2 separate regions of the Mus musculus genome follow, and region 2 is linked to region 1. A link is a contact called in public promoter capture Hi-C data. All regions are on one chromosome and are shown on one strand. Each heading gives the region's core, a stretch centred on a gene start, on an enhancer-like site or on the middle of the called end of the contact. The rest is flanking DNA. Distances are from core to core; before and after follow the strand shown.

The links. Promoter capture Hi-C pulls out the DNA fragments that hold promoters and counts their contacts.
Region 2: a contact with region 1 is called in a promoter capture Hi-C map of hippocampal neurons, with 4 times the contacts expected there. The contact joins the promoter of Snhg17 here to the promoter of Mroh8 in region 1. A contact is called at or near these places in 8 of 39 promoter capture datasets (the 3T3-L1 cell line, 3T3-L1-derived adipocytes, the HPC-7 cell line and 4 more), 4 of 484 Hi-C or Micro-C datasets (B cells, cerebellum and cortical neurons), 2 of 115 datasets of contacts at active chromatin or transcription factors (astrocytes and embryonic forebrain) and 2 of 9 other capture datasets (adipose tissue and embryonic stem cells).

What each region holds. Positions count from the first base shown.
Region 1 is chr2:157,277,291-157,283,451 of GRCm38.p6, reverse strand. Mroh8 (maestro heat-like repeat family member 8) reads left to right here and starts at 3,903. Exons shown (of 25, transcript NM_001039557.4): 1 at 3,903-4,260. The coding sequence starts at 3,977. It overlaps Rpn2 (ribophorin II), which reads right to left and starts at 4,354. Exons shown (of 17, transcript NM_019642.4): 1 at 4,117-4,354. The coding sequence starts at 4,129.
Region 2 is chr2:158,358,420-158,364,580 of GRCm38.p6, reverse strand. Snhg17 (small nucleolar RNA host gene 17) reads left to right here and starts at 3,059. Exons shown (of 6, transcript NR_027887.1): 1 at 3,059-3,176; 2 at 3,511-3,638; 3 at 3,982-4,117; 4 at 5,250-5,399. LOC115489589 (a small nucleolar RNA gene) reads left to right here and starts at 4,652; the gene lies at 4,652-4,783. It also overlaps the pseudogene LOC115489593. RefSeq lists a cis regulatory region at 2,851-3,127.

The DNA.
Region 1 (6,161 bases), core at 2,654-5,153:
TAACCCCCACCTTCAACCACCAGGACAGTCTTTCATGCAAGCCCCAGGAATCTGAAGAGCAAGACTACACCATTCCCATTGAAAACTCCCCAGGACAGAACCAACCCTGAATCCTCATCTTGTCTCCTCAGCCTCACGCCGTCCTCTCCCACCCCCACACTGACACTTTCCCCCATTCCAACTCTGCATCACCTGTCCTTTCAGGTTTCAGCCTAAGCGGCTTTAGGAAGCTTTTCCAGGGGGCGCTGAAGGAATGGCTCAGAGGAGAAGAACACTTACTGCTCTTCCAGAGGACTGGAGTTCAGTTCCCAGCACCCACATGGTGGCTCACAACTACCTGGGACTCCAAATCTAAGTGACCTGATGCCCCCCTCTATCCTCCAAGCGCATTAGGCACACACGCAGTACAACTTCACTCACATTAAAATAGAAATTAATTTTAAAAAAAAGCTTCCCCTGAATTCGATGAGTGTACAATGAATGAGTGTACCTAGCCTCTGTGCTACACAGGAACCACAGCCAAGTTGTTCGGTTACCGTCCCAGCTTCCTCAGGCCCAAAGCAGACAACAACAGTGCCATCCCTGGGCCTGATATAAGTTAGGGTAGAGATTTTAGACTAATGACCGGGACATACCAAGCACTATATGAAGTCTCAGCTGGTGCTTCCATTACTGTGGGTGACAGTGTAGCCACTCAACACACTCTATACTGAACCTAACGGCACCCTCCACAACTAAGAATGTGAGGGCCGATTTCTCTGCTAAACTATCAGCTCCTGGAGGCTGAAGACTGCTTCTCATGACAATCTCAGTATTTCCAAGTCCTGCAGACGGCCAGGCACACGGTATGCCATGAATAAATACCTTACAACTAAATGGATGGCAAAACCAGGCCTGCTGTGATGCCCTAGGGGACAGGAAGAAGTTGTAGGAATGGCACCTGTCTCTCTTCCGTTAAAAATGAAAGAGGGTATTTCTGAATAGGCTGTGTCGTGAAAGTGAATCATCTGTCACCCAAGTTAAAAGCATTAAAAAGCAATTATAAGGTTGACCAATGGTCCTAAATCCTTTGCCCAAGCCAGTATGTGCAGAGGTGGTAGCTCAGTGTAGAATTCGTTCCCTGGGTTTGGTGCACAGCACCTCTAAGCTTCTAAGCCTAAACTGACAAAACAAAGAGCTCTACAATGTGTAGTAGCCATCAATATATTGCATGCTCCAGTTTCATCTGAATTAGAATCCCTTAAAGACATTACTTTACAAAGAAGAAAACTAAGGACTAGAGTAGCTTACACATGGCCAATCTTCACACTCCACTTAAAAGAATGAAATTAGGGCTGGCGAGATGGCTCAGTGGTTAAGAGCGCCGACTGCTCTTCCGAAGGTCCCGAGTTCAAATCCCAGCAACCACATGGTGGCTCACAACCATCCGTAATGAAATCTGATGCCCTCTTCTGGAGTATCTGAAGACAGCTACAGTGTACTTACATATAATAAGTAAATAAATAAATCTTTAAAAAAAAAAAAAAAGAATGAAATTAAATTGGTGTGAGGAGTATATACATATGGAGGTCAGAGGAACACTTGCACTTAGTGTTAGCTAGAAAACATGTAGGTCCTGAAGATTGGATTTGGATCATCTTATCAGCCAGGCTCAGCGACAAGATTCTTCCTTCCTTCCTTTCTTTCTTTCTTTCTTTCTTTCTTTCTTCTTCCTTTTTTGGAGAATGCTGAAGTGCATAACTCAGAATCACTCCTCTATAGACAGTAGTTTCATTTAAGTCTTTTGTGTGTCTGTCAACCTAAATGTGAAACTCTTCAGAACACTAAAGGCAGAGGTGATGGCTTAGCGGAGAATTCGTTCCCTGGGTTTGGTGCACAGAACCTCTAAGCCCCTAACCCTACACTAAGGAAGCCAAGAGCGCTACAACGTGTGGTACCCATCAATATACTGCATGCTCCAGTGCTTTTCCCTCCATGCTGGGAACTGAACCCCAAGCACTAGTTTAGTGTTAAAAATAAACATACAGCTCGGAACCGCCATTCTCAAACAGATTACATTCTAGTGGGAAAAAAAAGTTAAGAACCATGATTTATCCCATTGGAAAGCAGAGAGGCACTGGAGAGAAAATAAAGCACAGAACAGGTGTCTTGGTATCTTGGGAGGAATGTGTTCTGTATGCAGTGATCTCTCAAGGCCCAAATGAGAAACTGTAACAAGAAAACTAGATACAAAGACAGGATTGGAGCTCATATGTTAACAGGTAGCAGAAGCCAATCCAAAGGACCTGTAGGCAACTGAAAGAAGGCAACTGAAAGAAGGGACCACAGCACAGCTCTGAGTAGGGAAGCGATCTGACAAGCAATTTAACAGGATTGCTTTGCTGAAGACAATACTGGGTTATACCCGTTACACCCGCCTAAGCAGGGGTGAAGACAGGAGGAGGGGGAGGAGCTATGTAGGAGGATACTGCCATGCTCCAAATACAGAAAGAATGAGAGCCAATAAGGGAACAGAGGTGGAGGTGCTAAGGAAATAGTCAGTCTTGCCACAATTTGAAGTTAAAACCTATCAGAATTGCCAATGGCTAAGAAGATGTAGAGAAAGAGACATCGAGGCATTTGGCAAAATTCCCAATGACCAATGGGCAATCAGGGATTTGATGTAGTGAAGGACTATGATCACCGCTCCTCCAGCTAAACTGTGAATCCCCTTATAGCCTCTGTGCCAGAAGCTGAATCTTTCTACACTTAAGCACAGTAGCAACTTTTCTGGCTCGTACTTGAACACTCAATTGAATGGGTAGGCCCAAATTATACTGAGTTCTTTGTATGCACTGCACCAGTCTTTAAGCCTTCTAATATCCAAGTGAGGTGGGTATTTTCTGCATTTTACAAACCAAGAAATGGTTTGTAAACTATTTCATACCTGTCACTCCAGGACTAGGGAAACAGAGGCAAGATGGTGAGTCTGAGCTGGAGCCCCAGCTTCATAGTAAGACCCTACCTATTCTGTGTGTATTGTGGTACATGCACATAAGTGTATGCCAGTGCACAGGCATGCAGAGGCCAGAGTAAACACAGGATGACTTCCTCTGATGTTCTATGCCTTCTTGCCTTGAGGCAGGGCCTTTTCACTGATCTAGAACCATTTTTGCTAGACTAGATGGTTACCTCTTGGGATCTGCTGGTCTCTGCCCTCCAATGCTGGGGTTACGTGCACAATGCAGCCAGCCATACCCAGTGCTAAGATTTGAACTCAGATCCACAAGTTGCACTGAACCAACTCCCAGCTCCCTAGACCCTATCTAAGTAAAGAAAAGAAAAAAGGTTCTTAAGTAGGTGCCCACTCCCTTGCCCTGAGACAAATAACTGAAACTCAAACTTAAGTTTCAATGCAAGTTCTGACTTTAGCCACTTTACCAACAAATAAAATAGTGACTTGAATACACTAAGATTCCCACCTATCCACTCAGAATCTACCAAGCATTGAGTTTTGCCCGGCACTGTTAAAAGCAAGCACAGAAATATCATTTAACACAACTCTTGCGAAGCAGATACCAGATGAGAAACTAAGCTGTTGAGTCCCTGGCTTCTGTTCTCACAATCAATACGTGGCCGGTTACAAGTCTGCACCCGTAATATCACTTCATACCCTAGGCTTTCAGCTCCCAGACAGACCTGTGAGTCTCCTGTCCCTGTCAGGGAAAAGGAACCTAGAAGTCGAAGAAAGTCTAGTGACATGCTCAAAAGCTTTCATGATGCCAGGGGTGGCTCTCTGTGACAGGCGTAGGCCGCTGGTACTACTCGAATGAATGGAGGAGGCCAGGCTCGGGCTCCGCGCTGCCCGGGCTCGCGCTCGGCCTTGCGGGGACCCGTAGTCCCACGTCGCACGCCCCGCCACCAACCCTTCGGGTCCCCAGCACTTCACCAGCTCGCAGCCTCCGCCACACGCTCGACCCCGAAAGCGCCCGTGCCCATGCCCCTGCCCCGTAGGGGAGGGGAACCGCGCCTAGCCGGCGCCCGTGTGGTCCGCACTAGCCTCCCGCGGGCGACGCCCCGCTCCCCAAAGCGTGTCGGCCGCGGGGCCCCACTATTGAGCCATGCGCAACGCCTCACCCGGCGGCGCCATTCCTCCGAGCAGGTCCCACCGGAGCCCGAGCAGGCAGACTTCCGCTCCGGGAAGTGGCTCCAAGAGCGCGCCGGAGGGGACGCCAGGGACCCGCGGCACACGCCACTTGCCAGAATGGGCTCCCGGCAAAGGTCAGTCGCGGCGGTCCCGCTTGGCAGGGCCGTGCCCGGCAGCCGCAGTGTGGGGCAGTTGAGTCGCGGCGTGCGAACCTCACTCACGGGTCCTGCTTGCCAAGCCGTCCTCTCCCCCGCGCCGGGACCCACTTGGAACCGACCGCCTCTCAACCGCCCTGCTCACGCCGCCACCGGGACCCGATTGGGCCGGGCCTTGGGGCGGGCCTAAGACGGGGCCACCTCTGATTGGCCAGTGACAGTGACTGGCCGGACGCGCTGTCACTCACGGTTCTCTCCCGCAGCCCGGCCAATTTTAAAAGGGTCCGGTTGGGAGGGGAGCGTTATCGTAACATTTGATTTTATCCACTTTGGGAAATTATGGTTAATGCATTACTTAGATTATTAATAATTGGCTGGTGAGTGAGGGTTTATCCAGTTTTCAAACCTGTGAGCTATACAGGTAACGGAGAGGAGCGTTTTAAAATGTTTGATTTTTTTTTTTTGAAAATTTCATACAATATATTTTGATCATATTCATTTCCTTCCCCCAACACCTTCCATATCCTCCCCCAACTCCCTACACACCCAACTCATGCTCTATTTTTCCTCTTTCTAAAGTAAAAAACAAACTAAGCATGGAGTCCTGCCCTGGAGAGTGGTTGATATACCCAGTCACTCCACTGAAGAAAACTGATTTTCCCTCTCCCAGCAGCTATCAGTTATGAATAGTTTTGGCTACAGTTGGGTCTTTTGTGCCCACTCCCCCTTCTCTGTGTTTTGTATGGCTTGAGCTTTTGTGGGTCTTGTGCATACTGACACAATCCCTGAAAAACTGCTTATTGGAAGCCGTTTATCACCCCTGGCTCTTAAACAATCCTTCTCCTCTTCCACATAGACCCACGCCCATGAGCCCTGAGGTAAAGGGGATGCTGTAGACATCCCATTTAGGGCTGAGTGTCCCAAGATCTCTTATTCTCTGTGTGTTGACCAGTTTTGGGTCTCCGTGTTAATTGCTGTCTACTCCAGGAAGGGTTGAGGGATGCGCTGGTCTGCAAATTTAACAGACTCAAAAATGGAAGCCAGAACTAATGTGTAGCTCTGATTACCGAGCTCACAATATAGGCAGAAAGAGTACTGAGCACCCTACATATGTTATCTTATTTACTCTTTATTATTATTCTGTGAAATGTTACTTTTAATACTTTAAAAGGAAGGAAATATTTCAGCCCTTGCGTTCTGATGACAGCCTAGATGTGTGCTAATTAACTATTGTGAACATGTAGAATTTTGCAATACAGCAATGCTGCTTCTCTTCAGTATCACTCCAGATATGTAGCGGGGAGTCGGACCACTCCTCCATACAGCAGTCACTAGCTCTCTGCAGTAATTTCTCTTTGAACTTAGTCCAATTAAGTAAAATTTAAGCTTCAGCTCCTCAGCTATACTATGCTTCTGATCAGCCAATGCTGTGCTCAGGGTAGCTGGTGGATCTTGCACTGAGTAATTTGAAATTACAGGACAGATATTTTCATTATCCCAGAAAGTTATATTGGGTAGTGCTGAACTAGGATATATTTAAAGAACTCTACCAGTTCAGTAATAAGACAAGCCAGTGGTGTGCTAGAGAGGGAGCCAGCTGTTAAGTTTTTTGGAATTTTTGCAAATAGCTATTTAGGACATTAAATTATATAGTCATAAAGTGAAAGAAAATGTGCTGGAAATTAAAGTCTTCATTTCCTGATCTCACGACATGTTAGCATTGTCGCAGCATTTGTCTTGTCATTGCCTATATGTATGTAATACCTCATTGTTGGAGATTGGTTCTAATGCTTTGATTCAGTCTGCCTGTCCAAACGCTAAAGGTCCTTGTCCACAGTTGGTTTTTGATCCATCAATAAAGATGCCAGCAGCCAATGGCT
Region 2 (6,161 bases), core at 1,810-4,309, 1.1 Mb before region 1:
TTCACTATACTTGGCTGAGGGCAGTTTGTATTCACTAAGAAACAAATCATTTATCTTATTTTATTTTTGAAACCTTATTTAGCTAAACTGGCTTATCATCTATTCTCCACACTTATTTACTCTTCATTTATAACCCTGCCTTTTCATGGTGCAAACCAAAACCTGTGACAATCCTTAGGTCACAAGATCAAGGAACTCAGATCCAACCTAGGCCGAATGTTTCTTTGATCATTAACCTGTCTCAAACCTCTTTTACTTTCCGCAAGTACAACTATGTGCCTGTACTGCATGAAAGCTCACGGTATCCTTTCCTAGTCTATACAGCCCCACTACTCTACAAAGAGGGGCACGTTCTACTCTTCTATCTTTTTTATTAACCTTCCTAGCAAAACAACCTAATCCATCTCCTGAACCTTCCTATCAACTACCTTCACCTCCTAAAACTGTTTAAATCAAGCCAAGTATTCTGGAAAATCATTAATTCATCTAAATAGCATTATCCTATGAAAGTTCATCTTTACATTGATCTGCAGAAAGACTGACCAGTAGAGTGGGCTGTTTCCCATGAAACCATCACACCAGACTATAAGCAATGGGGGTCTCTTCACGCCCATTCACACCATGCCAGATACAGGAGGAATACAGCAATGACAAACAGGAGTAGCAAGAAACAACCCAGAAACAAAACCCCAGGGGTTGTGACTCTCTGTAGTACATCTGTCACAGCTGTGCAAAATGGTGGATCACTTCCAGAAAGTTCACTTCCCCCCACATGGCATCTTCCAGGTCAGCCTGCTTAATTTAGTGAGATCCATCTCAAAGTTAAAATATATATATATATATATATTTTGCATTGGTGTTTTGCCTGCATGTATGTCTGCATGAGGGTGGGCAATCTCTGGGAACTGGAGCTACAGATAGTTGTGAGTTGCCACGTGGATGCTGCAAATTGAACCTGAGTTTTCTGGAAGAGGAGTCAGTACTCTTAACTGCTGACCTATCTCTCCAGCCCCTCAAAATTAAATTTTAAAAGAGGGCTGGTGTTTGGGCTTAGTGACAAAGCAATCACCTAGCGGGGGTGAAACATTTAGTGCTGGTTTAACCTCCAGTATCCAGAAAGAAAGAAAACTCCAATATGATGACATCAGTTGCCTTCTCATTGCTCTGTAAGATACGCTGACAAAAGCGAGCTGATCGGGAAGGAAGCTATTCTGGCTCCCAGTTGGAGGGTACAGTCTATCATGGGAGAGGGGTTCTGGTTGAGATGGCTGGTCATGCTGCATTCAAAGCTGGGACACAAAGAGTAACAATTGCTACTGCTCAGCTAATTCTCCACTGTTCAGCTCAAGACCCCAGACCAGAGAATGGTGCTGTCCACACCCAGTTAAGGTGGGCTTTCTCATCTTGTTTGGTATAATCTAGATCATTCCTTTACAAACAAGCCCAGCAGCTAACTTAATCTTGGTGTCCCTAACAGATGTGCCTAGCCTATTGTCTTCTAGGTGATTCTGAATCCTGTCAAGTTGGCAATATTAACCATGACAATGCTGACACAATATCTTGTTACAGTATTAAATTCATAAAAATACATCTACCTTTTGCCTTAATTTCTTAAAAAAAGATTTATTTATTTAATGGATAGGAGTACACTGTAGTTGTCTTCAGACACACCAGAAGAGGGCATCAGATCTCACTGTAGAAGGTTGTAAGCCACCATGTGGTTGCTGGGAATTGAACTCAAGACCTCTGGATGAGTGGTCAGTGCTCTTAACCGCTGAGCCATCTCACCAGCCCTAAAAAATATATATATATATATTTAATATATATTTAATATATATTTATATATATATTTAATATATATTATATATATATATATTAAATATACTTATTTAATATATTTAATATATAATACATATTTAATATATAATATATATTTAATATATATTTTAATAATATATATATATATTTTTTAATGGTTTTTTGAGACAGGGTTTCTCTGTATAGCTCTGGCTGTCCTGAAACTCACTTTGTAGACCAGGCTGGCCTCAAACTCAGAAATCTGCCTTCCTCTGCCTTCTAAGTGCTGGGATTAAAGGTGTGCGCCACCACGCCTGGCTTCCTTCCTTCCTTCCTTCCTTCCTTCCTTCCTTCCTTCCTTCCTTCCTTCCTTTCTTTCTTTCTTTCTTTCTTTCTTTCTTTCTTTCTTTCTTTTAATGCTATGCCTGCGAGTGTTTTGCCTGAAATACTATGTGTACCACTTTTACAGGCAGTGTTTACAATGTACAGAAGAGGGCGTCATATCCCCTAGAACTGGAGTTACAGACAAACATTAGGCTCTCTGTATGAGTACTGGGAATTGAACTCAGGTCCTCTGCAATTGCTTTAAGTCACTGAGCCATCTCTCCAGCCCAGACTATCTTTTGTCTTTAAGTCACCCTTAGAGGCGGAAGAGATGGCTGGCTCAGAGGTCATTTGGACTCTTTCAGTGGAGTTCCTTCTTCAGCCCCAAGGGCAGAGCTGCTGTACATAGGGCCAAGAGCCACATTTGGCCTAGGATCCAAGCAGAGTTTGGGAGTATGAAGACTTGGAAACACGTGAGCTCCTTCTCAAACATCTGTCTCTCATCTGTTACTTGGATCAGGACTTTTCTGGTTAAGGGAATCGTCCCATCGGCCTTATGATTTTTAGGTAGACTTTTAGCAAAGCATTCATTCTTTGCTCTCATCCCTTCCACATGCCAGTCTCAAGCCACTACTGACCTCGTGTGGTGGTGTTTAAAGTCATCATTTGTTCCTTTGTGACACCACTGAGCCATGTGCTGTGGAATCAGTAGTTTGTAAGAGAGGTCTGCTTCAGAACAAACAGAAAAAATACGGCAAACGAGAGACAGTTTCCTCCTAAAACGTATCATTGTTTAAAAAAAAAAAAAAATTAACTTAATATGTTCAAACAGTTGTTAGTCTCCTCTCCTCGTGGGGGCGCTGGAGGGCCCGCCGCTCGGAGATGCTGCTCTAGGCTGCAGCGTGCTTTGTCATTTGTTCTTCCGCCAGCGCCCATCGTGAAGACCACAGTTTCCTGTCGCGTGGATGTGTTTCCTCTCTGGCCATTGCCATCCGCCCAAATCTACAGACATCCCGCATGTTCCCGGGCTCGTCTCCCCAATACAGGGCACCAAGGTGAGTGCAAGGTGCATGGGCAGCGCCGTTTCCTCCATCAAGGAAACCGGGCTGCGGGCCGTCGGTGGGCGGCTGGTCTGCTGGGTCTAGAGGAGGGAGGGCCTCAAGCCGCGTGCTTTTCACCGTCTGAGTATCTGAAGCCTCAAAGCCATGTCTGTCGCCTACAAAAAGTGGGTCGGTGTTTACGACCTGTGTCCCATGTTTTTAGCATCCTACCAAGGCGAATCCATTGACCAGGATTTAAGTTGAGACTCCCCCAGGACCCCGGGTGCAGCATCTGGGTCCCCCTGCCCCGCCCTGCCTTGCGCCGCAGCCGCTTCCGTTGTCCTGCCAGGCTGTAGACTGCGCAGCCCTCCTGGAGACAGATGGAAGCTCCTTGGGTCGACAGATTACAGCTTCTGGAACCCCCTACTCCCTTCAACTCCGAGATGGACACCCACTGTCCAGGGAGAGGATGCCTGGGTAAGTGCTCTGCTATTCGGGAGCAACTTGAAGCCCGGGTGCCTGTAATTGGCCTTCCCATGGGTACCAGCAGAGGGGTGGTGTGGAGTTCTGATTACTACTTTTGAGGAGGTCGACAAAGCCACTGTGCAGAGAGAAGCTCGGTGAGGGCTCGAAATAACCAAGGGCAAGATTCTGGGGACAGTTCTGTTCCATGTTGCATAGTGGGGATTACAGAGGAAAGGGGGGGGTGTCTATGCTCCGTGGTTTGCTACCTGGCAGCTTTTGTGTTTGGGATTCTGGGTGCTTTCCCAGGTAACTGGGTGCTGTTCATGTGGCTCACCTGGGCTTATTGTATTTGCAGAAATAACAGCTGGGATCTACAGTGGCCAAAGAGTTGTCTCCGTCTTGCTACATCGACAAACTGGTGCTCCTGAGTGAGGATTGTGCCCTGGGATGGGGGATTCAGTTTCTTCATTTATAGTTGGAAGTGGGTGAAGGTGAGGTGAGGCTGGGTTCTTTGAGGTGTGCCTGCTTGTTGCTGTACCCACTTGGGATCTGTGTCTTGTGTGTCCTGTGTTCCCACTGTCGCTTCTGTACCCTTCTGCTTTACTCTGGTGGGTGGAGAGCAGAATGGAAAGGAGCCAGAAGATTTTGGGGGTCATATGCACCATCCAGATTTCAGCCACTGCTCTCTGCTGGCTTCCGGGCCTTGTCTGGTTCTTGATTTCCTCATCTGAAAAATGGGACTACCTCTGTGACATAAGAGTCCTGTCACCTCAGTTCTGCCAGCTGGGCAGGTTGCATTGATCTAAGACAGCAAGTGCTGAGCCTACTGCAGGTCTCGTGGCCAGTGCTTATTAGAACTGTCACCTCCTCCCGGCCAGTCTTCCGAGCTCTCCTTAAGGAACAGCTGTTGCTCAGTTAGGAGCAGCCTCTTTCCTTTGTTGGCTGTCTGGCTGTTGCCTATCTGTCCATCTCTTTCCAGTTTAACCATTACCCAGCTCTTGGCCATAGTCTTCCTTGCCCTCTGCCCCTGTATTCGAAAGTGATTGTGGGCTGCCTGTGCCCTGGTCATTGATACTGCAGGGAGAGGATTTGGAAAGCCTTTCCCCGTGTTTGGAGGATCCACACTCGTCCTTGCCAAACCCTGGTGCTTTCCCACATTGCCCGCTGCCTGCCGTTCTGGCACTTCTGGGAAGCAAAGGTAGGGAGCTCAGACGGTGGCTGCTTCCTTCAGATCCTTTCTCAGCCTCCACACCCAGTTGTCACTTCTTCAGGACACTTGAGACCGTGTAGAAAATGTCCTGTTGCTTGACTTCTAGAATGCATCTTGCTGTGTTCTGTTAGTCAAGAGGCAGGGTTCTGACTGAACAAATGAACGATCAAGGGGCAGTCACTTTCTGTAAGGCATTGTCGTGTGTCAACTGGGTAAACAGCCTGACAGGGAGGCCCAGGAGGGAGCAAATTTGCCGTTTTGCCTCCTTGAATTCTTCCCTCATGGCCTGCTTTTGACTCTTGCCTTCGGTAGCCACTTCGGAAGCGTTTTCCTCTCCACTCTGACAACAGGCAAGAGTGAGGGTCCAACAATACAGAGGAAGTAACGTGTCGCTGCTACTCTTCCATGCCCAGTGCCAGGAGCGACGGTACACTCCAGAGTGCTGTGCCCTGATGGGCCTTTGAGTGGCCAGTGCAGTGGATCATCAGCCCTGTCTCCCAAGAGCTCCAGTCCCTTCTCCGGAGAGGAAGTGGGTCCACTGGCAGCTCAGGAGGCCATAGCAGGTAAGTCATACACTTGCTACTGTTCAGAGGCCTCATCAAGAGATTGGAGTTTGAGAGAATGTAAGGATGGCTCTGTCCAGTCTGGAGCCCCAGCCTTTGAGTCCCTAGAGTTTCCTGTAGTATTTTCTGCCTCTTTGGGGGCGGGGAAGATGAGTGGGGAGTGGTGTGTGGATCCTCCCACCTAGGTCGTGCATGGGTAAGTGTGAGGCCTTTCCAGTGTTAGTGAATTGTAAGGGCAAGGGAGTGGACGTAGGCATTGAAGACACTTGTATATGCCACGGTCTCCCTCTTTTTGTCATTGTGTTGGGTAGCAGTGACTTGTTAGCAGTGGAGGGAAAAGTCATAGTTGAACGATGGAGAGTTAGGGTGGTCCGGAGCACCTATCTGCTCTGGCTCTTTGAGGCCCCTCCCTTCCCGTTCATTCTTCTGCCAGTGGCAGAAGTGCACCCACGTGTGTGCCTTGCTTCTGCCCTGGAAAGCTGGGCCTCAGCCTAGACATCAGGTGACTAGCTGTTACCTAGCTAGTCCCCAGATTCCACCTTAATTAAGCAGCCTTACCTGTTTTGATCTTCCATTTCCTGACTTGGAAAACTAAAGCTAAGACAAAGGTTTTTCAGGACTGACTCCCCCTTCTTCTTGGCAGATTGTGGGGCTCTGTGCAGTTGATGTTAGTTAACCACTGGATCCACGTGTTCACCGTGGCTTGCGCCCCTGCATCCGAAAGTGATCTTGGCTGCCGTGTCCTGGTCATTGGTAGTGCAG